Linked DNA regions of Mus musculus: region 1 is linked to region 2. A link is a contact called in public HiCAR-type data. All regions are on one chromosome and are shown on one strand. The core of a region is the stretch at or near the end of the contact, and the rest is flanking DNA. Distances in the headings are between cores, read along the strand shown.

The links. HiCAR-type assays count read pairs that join an accessible place to other places.
Region 1: a HiCAR-type map of fibro-adipogenic progenitors shows a contact between it and region 2, with 5 times the contacts expected there. The contact joins two enhancer-like sites. A contact is called at or near these places in 9 of 39 promoter capture datasets (the 3T3-L1 cell line, cranial neural crest, frontonasal cranial neural crest and 5 more), 1 of 115 datasets of contacts at active chromatin or transcription factors (fibro-adipogenic progenitors) and 2 of 9 other capture datasets (adipose tissue and embryonic stem cells).

Annotation. Positions count from the first base shown.
Region 1 is chr5:39,488,477-39,495,493 of GRCm38.p6, reverse strand. All of the region lies in intron 3 of 4930513D17Rik (RIKEN cDNA 4930513D17 gene), which reads left to right. Among named protein-coding and RNA genes, the nearest start is that of Gm25377, 29 kb to the left of the region's middle. Within about 2 kb of position 3,578, at least 5 of the 459 cell types and tissues checked have an H3K27ac peak or open chromatin away from gene starts, as enhancers often do. A contact at or near this core is called in fibro-adipogenic progenitors, where this site is marked.
Region 2 is chr5:38,878,320-38,884,877 of GRCm38.p6, reverse strand. No RefSeq gene overlaps it. Among named protein-coding and RNA genes, the nearest start is that of Clnk, 4.9 kb to the right of the region's middle. Within about 2 kb of position 2,332, at least 47 of the 459 cell types and tissues checked have an H3K27ac peak or open chromatin away from gene starts, as enhancers often do. A contact at or near this core is called in fibro-adipogenic progenitors, where this site is marked.

The DNA.
Region 1 (7,017 bases), core at 2,329-4,828, 610 kb before region 2:
GGGAGGGAGGGAGGAAGGAAGGAAGGAAGGAAGAAAGGAAGGAAGGAAGGAAGGAAGGAAGAAAGAAAGAAAGAAAGAAAGAAAGAAAGAAAGAAAGAAAGAAAGAAAGAAATAAATTCATGGAAAGGTGAAGGTGATGCTCTCTGCCCAAGTACTTGAAAAAGGAAAGGAAATCCAGACTTGGCTTCCTATCCTATAGCATCTCATCTCAGATCACCTACCTAGCAAACTAGCATCGTATGAGATGTAGTACACAAATTCAGCAGAGTTGGCCTCTGTCAGCTTCCATTCCATCTGGGTATTAAGCACTAAAGGTGTAAACAGATTCTGCATGACATGCCTCATTAAAATTAAATGTCTACTTTAATGGATTTTAAAATCAAGTATATCCTAAGATGAGTGTTCTTGGTGTAGTCTTGTACATAGGAGGACTCCGGAGAATGTGTATTCTGTGACTTACTTGACGGCCTTCATTGATCCAAAGCCTTTTATTTGTTCTCGGTTTTCTCCCTTCACACACATTCTCTACTCCCATCTTGCTACCTCCATTCCTTCTCTCCCTCTCTTGTTTCTTCCCTCCCTGTTTCTTCCATCCTTCTCTCCTCTTCTACTTCTTCTCTGTCTCTTTCTGTCTGTTTGTGTCTCTCTGTATCTGTGTGTCTCACTATTTCTCTTTCTCTGTCTTTCTGTGTATCTACCTACCTATTGATCATCTGTCTATCTATCTATCTATCTATCTATCTATCTATCTATCTATCTATCTATCTACCTATCTATCTACTTATCTACCTACCTATCTATCTCAAACAGACACAAACACACACACACACACACACATACACACACACACCTAACACGCATTTGCCTTAAAGCCTGATGTCTTTTCTGATTTATTTCTCCCACATTCCCATTGTCCCTCTTTCCCATCACTTGTCTTCATTTCAAGCACCAATCTCACCCTGTTTCCAATCCTCACAGAGGTATGAAATGTTCTTTTGCATGTAATGAGGCTTTATAGTTTAAAGAAGAATTTTCACTTTTTTGGATTAATTTTTTGCACAGCAAAATTGAAAGAGAGGTATTCAAACATCCAAGCCTACTTCCTGGGGGCTCTCTACACCCAGATATAAACAGTGAGTAAGATAAAACCTTCCTTCATCATACATGAATAGCCAGCTAAATGTCCAAATTTCAAGTTCTGCACTTGGACTTTTTTTTACTTTTGTGCTGGGAATCTACATTTTACCCACTCAGCAGATCATTATAGTATAACTGGTAGTGCTGAGAGAAATTAAGCTTCAATAAGACAACTGCAACACTGAGGGCTTCAAGGGTCACCTTGGCCTTTGACAAGATGGACTTTTTGGATCAGCAAATTTAGAGTGTCACCTGAGACTATCCATCTAAAAGTTCCTAGATTATGTAAGTATCATTGTTCTGGGTACTGCACTCCGTGTAGTGGGACTTTGTGTCTATTGGTTTACAGTTTGTAGATCATGACTAGTACAGAAGTTGAATGAGTTTCTCACAGTGATAGAACTGGTAACAAATAAGGATGGACTCACAACCATTCATTCTGTCAGACATGGGTATTCCCATGCTTAGTAGACCAGGAAAGAGCGAGAATTTGTATGTTTTGTATTTGACTCAATGGAAACAGGAAAGGAAAAAGGACTTAAGCTTTTGTAGCCTTTGAGAAGTCCATCTCTTGACTCTTCTATCCAGACTAGCCACAAAGCTTCTGTATGAACTCTCTCTACTAACCTGTTCCTAGGGCTATTACACCTTTGTATGTAGCCTATATATTCCCACAAACTTGTGCTGCAATGCTACCTCTGACAATTCCAAGTAGGTGGTTATAGAACTGATGTCATTTGCTAGTTAGAAAGATTGATTCATTGATTGCTAGTTAGAAAGATTGATTCATTGGTTGGTGGTTTAGTCCCTGGGAGCTTTGGGGGTACTGGTTGGTTCATATTGTTGTTTCTCCCATGGGGCTGTAAACCCCTTCAGCTCCTTAGGTCCTTTTGCTAGCTCCTCCATTGGGTACCCGGTGCTTAGTCCAATGGATGGTTTCTGCATTTGTCAGGCACTGGCAGAGCCTCTCAGGAGACAGCTATATCAATGAACCAAAGAGTACCCAAGGAGGAACTCAAGGCTTCAGCCATATTTATAGCAGAGGATGGCCTTGTTGGACATCATTGAGAGGAGAGGCCCTTGGCCTTGTGAAGGCTCTATGCCCCATTGTAGGGGAATGCCAGGACAGGGAAGTGGGAGTGGGTGGGTTAGTGAACCAGGGGAGGGTTGGAAGGGAAATAAGGAAAGGGAATAAAATTTGAAATGTAAATAAAGAAAATATCCAATAAAAGGAGGAAAAAGATTGATTCTGGTTCATTTTAGTTTCTTTTTCCACACATGTGGATCCTCTCCTACTTCCTGAACAGAGCAGCACAGATGTAGAAAAGAAAATTAGAAATGGCAGGAACTGGCCATGAAATTCTTAGTTGTGAGTTCATACACACACACACACACACACACACACACACACACACAAACAAACACACACATACACACAGAGAGAGAGAGAGAGAGAGAGAGAGAGAGAGAGAGAGAGAGAGAGAGAGGGAGAGGGAGAGGGAGAGGGAGGAGAGGGAGAGGGAGAGGGAGAGGGAGAGGGAGAGGGAGAGGGAGAGGGAGAGGGAGAGGGAGAGGGAGAGGGAGAGAGAGAGAGAGAGAGAGAGAGAGAGAGAGAGAACAGAGTCCAGGCCAAACTGAAGACAAAGCCAGCATTTGAACTTAGACATTCCTTTGGTACTTGGTTTGTTTGTTTGCTTGCTTGCTTGCTTGCCTATTTGTTTAGGAATGTCTGTCTGTTTGTTTGAGAGTAAGTCTCACATTGCCTATGATGTTCTGGAGCTCCAGATCTTTCTTTCTGAATTTCCTAATTGCCTAGATTACAGGTCCACACCACTGTGCCTGGATTTTGTTATTGGTATTTGTTTCATTATTATCTAGTCCAAGTTATTTGTGATTTGCTGAAGAATAGGCTTGGTGACTATTGATAAATGTAAAGACATGAGGCCCATAGGCAGTGACAGAATGCTGTGCTGTTGTCTTTCTCACAACACAATTCTTCTGAATGGTACCTGGTACTCAGCTCCATGGAAACCTGTTCCTGGAGGTCATGGTATAACAATGGAATCAGGTACCAAACATCTTTAGACCCATTCTTGTTGTGATGGGTATTGAATGTGATGTTCTTGGAACCATTCACTATGACTGACTTCACAGGGACTTATGACTTTCTATTCTTATCTTCCTGTTTGGCTCTTCTCCTGGGATCCTCCCCATGTAATCTTGTAGCATAGGCAAAGATGTAACTATATTCTCTGAACTACTTCAACGTGTCTGGAAGCCATCACTGTAGGTATGATGTAGATAGAGGAGGTTGACCAGTGAATTGTTCTGAATGCTGCTCTATTTGAAAATCTTCCAGTTGTACAGGGAGATTTTGTCTCTAAGCTGTATTAGACTCCTTCAGCCACAAAGTATGAGGATGATGTCATAACACAGTAGGATCATGACAGTGATTAGACTAAAATGAAAATAAAAACAAGGATTTCTGGGGCTGCACAGCTTCTGCTCAGCATGATGGGAATTCTCTCTGTGACTCTAAGGTGGTAGATTGTATTAATACCCCCATTTACAGTAGGTGAACCAAAGCAAGAGAGGTTGCCCTATGTCTTCAAAAGCCCAGAAGTGCTGCATCTTAGTGATGGGCATCTGTATTCTGCTTTTCCAGACAGTTCTCCTGGTTGTTTTCCAAACCACACAAAGCCCAGTCCCTTGATGTGGTGACACTATCCTCTATAACTTGGCCCACATTTATCTGCAAGTCTCCATTTTGACCTGTCTCTCTGGAATTTATGTTATTGGTTGCCAGTTCTGCTCTCTCTTCTGGCATCCATGCTTTGGTTACTCATTTTGTTTAGCTTCTTCTTGGGAAGCCTGGCTTCTTCTCTGGAAAAACACTTCTGACAATGGATTCTTGTCCATTTTCTCATCTGCCTCTGATTAAATAGTAAGTTTCATGAAGAGAGAGTATTTATTGATTTTGCTTGCCATTTTCCTGAGTGTCTACTAAATCTCCTTGTCTGAATAGATTTTTGTCGAATAACCTCATGAATTAATCCCTTGAGGGTTTCCCATTATTTTTATTAATTAATTTATTCTTTGTGGGAGTTTCTGCTTGTTTGTGTTTTGTTTTCTTTTCTTTTCTTTGAGACAGAGTCTTGCTATGTAATCCATGATTGCCTCAGACTTTTGATCCTTTTCTGCCTCACTCTCTGGGAATCAAGATTGTTAAATTTGAAAATATCCATAATGATCATTTAGTATATTCACTTCACAGACAGTGGACATAAGACATGAGTTCACTGAATTGCATTTATTTAATGTGTATTTATATCACAGTTATTTGAACTTGAACTTGGACTTTGTTGCTAATTAGTTTTATGTCTGTGTATAGTTTTGAATTCATTGAATCTCAATATTCTCATCTAGAAAATAAGCTCATGATCAAGAACTCAGCAGATATTAGTACAGAGATGGGTGAGAAAACTCTTGAAAATAGTTGTCAGAATAGACATCACAAAATTGATCCTGTTCTCAGAATGATTAGGCTTCAGCTGTGCTCTGTCTGGCTTTAATTGGATAACTCTGGATATTCGTTATGCCTTGTTACTCTTACTTCTGGCTAATAGAATGCTGTTAACTATACTTCCATTGTAATATTATCATATTCATCACACAGACAGAAACACACACACACACACACACACACACACTAACATATTCTACTACCCAGACACAATGGAATTCAGAGCAAATGTTATTGGCTCCTGGGACAAGTTATGGAATTCTAGAACACTTATGAAGTAGATCTGCCTTTGGGGGCACTTGGACAATGATCAAGAGAACAAGAGGGTTATTATGAAATGGGGTGGTCCTTTCAAAAAAGTATGCTGGCCTACCTATCCTCAGGAAGTTGCATCAGTTTACCTGTTCAAAGTTACCAATGTTCAAGAGCCCAGGAGATAAAATGTGACAGGAGCATTTTCTCTGAGAGACAAACCTGAATGACACACAGTAGGTGGCCAGCATGTAGAGAGCAGCTGTCTCTTTGTGTCTGATATAACTACTTCTGTTTCTAACTCAGTGTGAGAGGAAATCTTCACAGAGGAGCCCTTCTGGATCTCAGAATTAGCCATGTGGATTCAGTGATATGGGAAAGGAAGAAATGAGGCATCTCAGCTACTTCCTCCACAAGGCTCAGTGGGATGCTTCTAACAGAACCAGATACACAGAGATTCCTAGGGGTCCAATGAGCTTAGACCAATAAGCTTTTCTGGTGTCCTTCTTCTTCTTGGAGGTCTTACTTTGTATGCTTATGTTGTCATTCTTTGCATCATCAAGCAAATATTGTTGGCAGCTTCTGCATGCTAGACCCTGGGCTTCCACAGAAGAAAACAAACAAACAGTCATCACTATCTTGGTACCTGGAGAAGAGAAAATAGTCAAAAGAGCAGGAAGCCCAATACCCTTCCTATTGGAACAGAGTGGAGCTGAGGAAATAGCTGGAAGTCTCCAGGAGGAATCCAATTGGGGTAGAATTAGGCGATACTCTCCACCCAGGACAGTGGACTTGGTGTTGGCTATATCACTCTCCCTGTTAACATATGGAGACAATAACGGAGGTCACAGTGTGATGACACCAAAATACAGTAAAGTGGTGGGCTCTTAGCATTTGGGAATCTGATATCCCAACATAAGGTCAGTGATGACCAGTGTTGATGAAACTTAGATATGTTATTTCAGCTATGATGTAAATTTGGTCCTTGCATAATGGACAGACAGTAAGTGGCAGTGAGTCCCTTAGTGAGTGGAAAGATAACCACATAAGATATCAAACAAAAGTGAGGTTCTTATGAGAGTTGGAAGGGAACTGATAAAGAGATAGTAGGCAACGAGTAAGTTCTCTTTCAGCACAGGAAGATATGTGTCTCTTGTTTAAGAGTTAACCTTGGTAGGTTATAGGTCAGCAAAATTCAGTTTCCATAATCTCAAGATGAATTTGGAACTGGACTCTGAATCCTATGGAACCCACAATGCTAAGCAGGACCAATATTGTCACCTGATGTCCTGGAACTAAGATTGTCAGCTTTTTCTGAATAAAACTGAAGCCTGCTCAGCCTAATTTTAATTTCAGCCAAACAGTGATTATTTTAGTATGTTTCAAATACATTTCAATAAAACATATAATTAAAGCTGAAATGGGTACCCTTACTCTGTCTGAACAATCACTACTCCTGCCCTCAAGGGCTGCAGTTGAGTCTCCAGTTCTTCATATCACCTTTACCCCAACTCCAGAGATAAGGGAGGGTGATCTTAAAATAATCAAGATAAAAATACCCTTAATATATCTTGTCATTTAAAATAGCAGGACTGTCTTTAACTAGCTCACCTTTCAAGGCCCTCCCTAAATACCTGGTCTTCTTCTGATGTCGTTTTAGCCATCACCTAAAAGAATGGCATTTCCTTTTTGTGAAATCTGAATGCATTGACATCAATAGCTATGGACTTCATTAGAGTTACCAGCTATATTTTTCTTATTCAGCTTCACATCACTAATCAGCTTTGGCGCCTCAAGAGCTCATCCTTTGTCGCATCCACAAACTGTAGTTTCCTCTATCCCAATTCTAACTCACAAATCCAGCTACAGGGTAGAAAATACACTTATTCAAGGATCCTCTTGTCTAATATCTTCAGTTTTAAATGTGGAAGCTGAGACCTAAGGGGATTAAGTAATTCATGCAAGACCACCCAAGGAGCTAGACATTATTTACTGAGCATCTCTTATGTACCAAGCACATCAGGAGGGAAATAGACAAATTGAAAATGAACAGTGAGTGAATAAACAAGAAACGTTAACAATGAAAAAGCCCTATGTGGGGAGAT
Region 2 (6,558 bases), core at 1,083-3,582:
ACCTGAGTGCTGGGATTAAAGACATATACCACAATGCCTGGACCTAAGCTTTTCCTTAATTCCTTTTCACAAGATCTTTATCAGTTCTACATTGTAGCTCACTCCAGATATAGTCAAGTTGATGACTGTGAATAATCGTCAAAAATCATCCCTTGTCAATTTGACACACAACCATATCTCCTTATGTCCAAATGAAAACATTAACCAGGCCATAATAATGCCTAACATGGTATAACTTCTTACAACTGTCACTGCATAAACAATAAGCTTAGCTGGGTAGCATCTTGCCCCAAGGCTACCACCCCCTTAATCCTATTTAATATCCTTAATGAGATTATTTAATCCATTTCACTTCCTGGTGTCCCTTCAATCCTTAAAGAATACATTTTGTATTTTTCCTTTCTAAGCTTGCTAGGCTTGATCAAAATGCTCTTCATAAGACTAAACCACAGTACAGTCTATGCTAGGCTTTGTTTGAGATTTCCTTTGTCAACATAATTAATCTAAAACTCTTCACTTTAGAGCCTCGGCCAGACTCTTCAGACAAAGGCAAAAAGCAGCCACATTCTTCACCAAAATATCACAAGAATGATCTCTAGGCAACATACTAAAATTCTTCTCTGAAACCTTTGAGCCAAGCCCCCAGCACTTCAAATAATCTTCACAAGACTGTAATTCCATGTTCTTGCTATGCTTAAACCATTCCATTGCTTTCCTAATTCAAAACTCCAAAATCAACATCCCTCCAAACAAAAGCACAGTCATGCATATATATCGTAGCAATGCCCAAATCTGACACCACTTTATCTTAGTTAGGTTTTATTGCTGTGACAAAGTATCATGACCAAAAATCAAGTTGAGGGAAAAAGGATCTATTATTGGGTTCACACTTTGAAATTACAATCCATCACCGGAAGAAATCAGAACAGGAATTAAAGCAGGGCTGGAACCTGGAGGCCAGAGCTGATACAAAGGCCATAGAGAACCTTCTTCCCCAGTAGTATGATAGAACTTTTCAGCATTATGAAAGCTAACCTATAGGGATGGAGCTTATAAATTTCGCCATGCTCTAACTCATGTATGTGGTCCTTAGCAATAGGGACTTACCCTCAAGTCCAAGAAGGTAACCAAGAGCAAGAGCAATAGTGCATGGAGGAAGGGGTGTTATGGGACCTTACTGACCAACGCCAACTCTGAAAGTGCTTCCCACACCCAGCACTGGGCCTTTCTTAAGATGTTTTCATTTCATTGTTAGTGCCTGCACATATGCACGAGAACTGTGCTAGTCCGGGTGTCCACAGAGGCCAGAAGCATCAGATCCCGTGAACCTGAACTTACAGACAGTTGTAAAGCAATATATGGGTGCTAGGAACTGAACCCACATCCTCTGCAAAAAGGCAGCAGGTATTTTTCCCTGCTGAGCCAGCTCTTCAGCCCCAGCCATTTGACTCTTTAGTTTTAATGTCCACACTAATTTTACAATGGCTGCACTGGCATGTACAGAAGACCATTAGCTAAGGAGCCATGCCCCTACTGCTCCCTAAGAGACCCTAGAATTAGAGAGTGTTTACCTTACTAGGATCCATATAAAACCTGGAGACTTGGGATCAGGTCTCAGCCTGTCTGCTGACGAGAATTCAGTGCTGATGCTTCACTGCACAGTGCCTTTGTTTCTTCTGTTCAAAGACCGAAAAAAGCCAGGTCTGGGACAAGTGTTCTGAAGATTGGATATGAGAGCCCATCCTTGCTCAGTGTTCCACCAGCTCCAGGGTCCCGATGAGATTCTTTAATGAGTATCTTTAAATCTCAAATGTCTTTTTATTTTCTAAAGATTTATTGATTTTATTTATAGGAGTACCCTGTAGCTGTCTTCAGACACACCAGAAGAGGGCATCAGATTCCATTACAGATGGTTGTGAGCCACCATGTGGTTGCTGGGAATTAAACTCAGGACCTTTGGAAGAGCAGTCAGTGCTCTTAACCACTGAGCCATGTTATAATGAGGATGGGGGTGTGTAGCCTCAAATGCAAATGAAGCAATGCATGGTGTAGGCAAGAGCTTTGAAAATGTGACTGTGCTATTCATACCAGTATAATGTTCCTGACTTCCTTAAAGACAGGGAAGTATCCAAGATTTCCTTCTCCTTTATACAGAAAGCGAGAGACAGACAGACAGACAGACAGACAGACAGACAGACAGACAGACAGAAAGACAGAGAATGAAGGAGAGAGGTGAGCAGTCCTATCCCTCCATAACACCACAGAGCCAGGTCCACCATAGGTATTCACCTCAGCCTCCTTCCTCTCCTTCTCTATTCTGAGTCTGTCTTCAGGCTACCTGCAGCCTGTTCACCGTGAGTGCTCACCCTGAGAGTCTATCATGGGATTCCTCAGCCATATTCCATGCTATTTTTCTTTTTCTTAATCCAACTCTTCCTTCAAGACCTGAATTCAGCCAATGTGAGGACAGATGGTGTGGGGCCCTTTGCCCTGCCAATTTAGCAATCTTGGCAAGAACTGGGTCCTTGTGTGCAGGGGGGGTGGGGTGGGGGAGTGATTTTTGCTTGCATAGTTTAAAAATACTACAGTGTTTTTAACCTCAGGGAAAAATGTTTGGCAAACAACCCATAGCAGATTTTCTTTTTCTTGTGGATGATGTCACATCCCTAGCCAGATTTGTCTAAACAAGGCTCTGCTCAAGAAAAATGGCTAGCTCTGGGTGTCGTTACCATGTAGCATTAAGAGGCATGCCAAGAGCAGGTTTGGGTTAAAATGCTTGGGTCTGACCTCTGCCTTAGCTTTCTCCAGTGCACTGTGAGGTCATTTACCACGATAGAGCTCTGTAGTCTCATGAATGAAAAACAACAATTTTAAGCTATAATCAGTTCAGTTCAGCAGCTGCTGAGTGGTTTACTGTAATAGCATCTGGGGTGGTAAGTAAGACAGCCACCAGCCAGGATTTTGTAATCAGTCATGCTTAAACTCAAAAATTGGGGACCTCTTCTGGTGTTCCCTCTGCTTAGCGATCTCTTCCATCTGGAGTAATCTCTGGTTAGCTCCTTTTCTGCAGTCAGATCTCACTCAGTTCACATGCTCCCTCTGCATAGATTGAAGCTTAAGTTATCTTGGGTAAATCTGCCAGTGCCCATGTCCTGACCAACCTCTCATTTTATCCTCTTTCACTCTGTCATGGCACTGTGCTGTGTCTATTTTGTGTTTGTGTGCTACTGGCATTTCCCAAGGTCAAGCCACATGCCTTTCCCATGCCGTGTAGCAGGACAGAAGTGCCTTTAGCCTCCAGTCCTCACAATGGGGGCCTTGGAGGTAAATGAATCACTCACTCATCTTAGGAGAACTTGCAACATTTGAATCTGCTTCTTCAAATGTGTACCAGAAATAACAGTGGTATCCATCTAGACATACTGGGTTTTGGTTTTTGGTTTGTTTTTTTTGGGGGGGGGGGGCGTTGTTTCTGTTTTTGGTTTTTGTTGTTGTTGTTTTGGTTTTTTTTTTTTTTTTTTTTTTGAGACAGGGTTTCTCTGTGTAGCCCTGGCTGTCCTGGAACTCACTCTGTAGACCAGGCTGGCCTCAAACTCAGAAATCCACCTGCCTCTGCCTCCCAAGTGCTAGGATTAAAGGCATGTGCCATCACTGCCCAGCTAGACTTACTGTTTTATTATAGCATGAACCTATGTGAAGTGCCAAGAGCAATTATTGACTCAACTGAAGTGTTGACACTTAACCCATGAGACCTTTCTGGAGAAGCTTGCTATAACTTCAATAGTGGACTTGTGAACATGGTGTGAGGCAAAGATTTTAGGGACGTTCTCTGTCTGCCCTTACTTATCACCTCTTCCCCTGGCAGCTCCAAAGGACTTAAACATGGGTGTAATACAGCCATTCTAGAAAAATACATGTCAGAAATTGTGTTGTGCTCTGAACTGCCCTTTGCTGGGACTGTAAGCTCCTGCGAGGAGTCCTCATATCCATGTACCATTTCTTCTTTTTCCGTGGGATGGCTAGCCAGGGCAGCTGAGCCAGCAACTGGAAACACCTTAAGATTCTTAAGATACACAGTGTTCTCCAAGAGATCAGGCCCATTCAAATTTGAGCTTTTCTCCTGGTAACTACTTAACCTTTGTAAGAAAGTATCCAGTGGTGTCTCAGAACCAGCTCAAGTTGAGCATGTCTGAAATCCAGCAGAGGAGGACACTTAAGCTTAAATTCAAACACAAATGCTCCATTTTGGGAGACAGGACTGTGATGTGAAAGAGAGCACAGTTAATTGCGGTGGGCTGAAGGTTCACAATGTGCACCCTGGGACCACAGGATAGGAGATAACAGGAGAACACAATTAGGGAAAGCTGAGTCCCTCTCTGACTTGTGCCCAGTGTCCAGCTGCCTGAGGCACCAGTAATGAGCAGATGCTAAACTGTAATAAATCAGGAAAGCTAGTGCTAATTAAGTCAGGTTCTACGCAGGATTTCTCTTGCAATTTTTTTAAGTGTGATTTTGATCCACTGAGTAGACAGTCCTTAGAAAAAGACAAGCTCTTCCAATAAACACCACCCCTCTTCCACGACGATGTAGAAAATTGACTCGAGTTTGCGGGGTATGAGTGCGTGTAAGCTTCACGGTGCAAGTGCAGCGCTTGACAGCAGCCCAAGACCAGCTGCCTGACAGGAGCCTGGACTTGGCAGACAGCACCAGCTGCAAGCAGGAAACTGAATACCAAGAGGTGTCAGAGTGTTTACTCAGAACTCCCCGTTTCTTTTAACACTTAAACTTCTTCTTATTCCCAAAAGAAGATGAGGATAAAGACGAAGATAAAGAAGAAGCAGAAAAGGAAATTGCAAAAGTTGAAAGTAGAACCAAGTTTGCATCTGCCCAGAGTACTTACTCACTGGAAATCCATTTCTAAAAATGCAGGGACCAAGAAGACATTCTACATCACAGCTCTGGATTTGGTCCTTCTTCTTGGAGGTCTGTAAAAATTTAAAAGGTTAAAAATAATTTTAAGTATACATTAAGATGTAAATTTTAATGGACAGTGAACTCATAATAAAAGTTGGAGTGGGTGGAAAGTTGCCCTCTTTGGCTGGGCTCTAGGTGGTTGACACAGGAATCTAACTCTCTCGATTATGCAACAGCACAGAGCCATCCTCTCCCATCTCACATGTAGCTCTACTGTACCATGCAGAGCTCTGCTGTACTACAAATCTCCTCTCCACATATGTAGCCTATTATTTGTCCATTGGTGAGATGGACATGCCTCCAACTGCAGGCCCTCATTCCCAGGCTTCCTGTTGAAAAAAAAAAAGGATTATGCTCCTTTCAAAGCCAGGCATCCCCTCAGTAATACAGCTGGATCCTCAGAACCTGAGTGTTCAAACCCAGACTCTAGTGAATTTTCCTGAACTACCCTCTGGTGACTCAAGGCTCATGGACCTAATTGACCATGCAGGTGGGGAGGGAGGATGGAGGTCAAGAGGCAAGAACTCTTGCAGCAATTAGTATAAAATAAAGGACAACAAATTGAAGGACCGCCTGTTCAGCCTGAGTGATAGCAGCCAAGAGGAAATGTGGGCTGTGGTCCTCAGCAGAGTGAGTATTGCCCTGTTCTGGCTGTTTCCAGGCTAGCATCTTCCTGTCTCTTCTGCATTCCTGTAACTTGTTGCTTTGTAGGTTCCTCAGGAGAGCTTGGCTATCCTCCTGGCATTCAGATATACAACTCTTGGGCTCCAGATGTTTTCCCACACCATCCCTCTGTCCCTATCTTCCTTCCTTCTCCACTCTCTGCCTTCCTTCCTCCTTCCCTCCCTCTCTTCATTTCTTTCCATCCTTCATTTCCCTTATTTCTCTTCATTTGGTCTAGAAAATCCTCACCCATCATGGAGACCTTGGCTTTCATCATCACCTCCCGAAAGGAAGTATTTTCTGAACCCAGAGTGGGCGATAACTAGCCTGTTACACACATGTGAGAACCTCTGTTTTCCTATCTCAAAAGAGCTACCATGTTTAGCATTTCTCATTTAATACCTCTCTGGCCTATTATCCCCATGAAGCAGCAATATTGTTTTTCTTTTACCTTTGAGCCTCTATATCTGACCCAATGCCTGGCATGTAGTAGGCAGAAGGAGCCAATGAACAAAAAATTGTCGAAGCAGGCCCACCTCATTGTATTGGATGAAATCAATAGTTCTTTGTTAGTAAAGTTTGTCCATTTTTGACTCCTCAAAAAAGTAAACTATGAGAGATAAAGAGCAAGGTATGTGTTTAATGCAATTGTGTTCTAGCATCTAATAGCATGATTGGCAGATAGTAATTGTTCTCTGCTTTTTGAGACAGAATTTCATGCAGCCCAGGTTGGCTCAAAACCACATCATAAAAAATGATCTTGATCTACGGATCCTGCTTCCTCTCTATCCCCCCAAAGAACTGGGATTACTTATTTTTCTATTTCAAAAAAGCAGTAAACATCACATATAACCATATTCCCACCAATCTTTAATTCTTCCTTAATGGGTATTTTGTATTGGACTTGCCTTTTCAATGTCC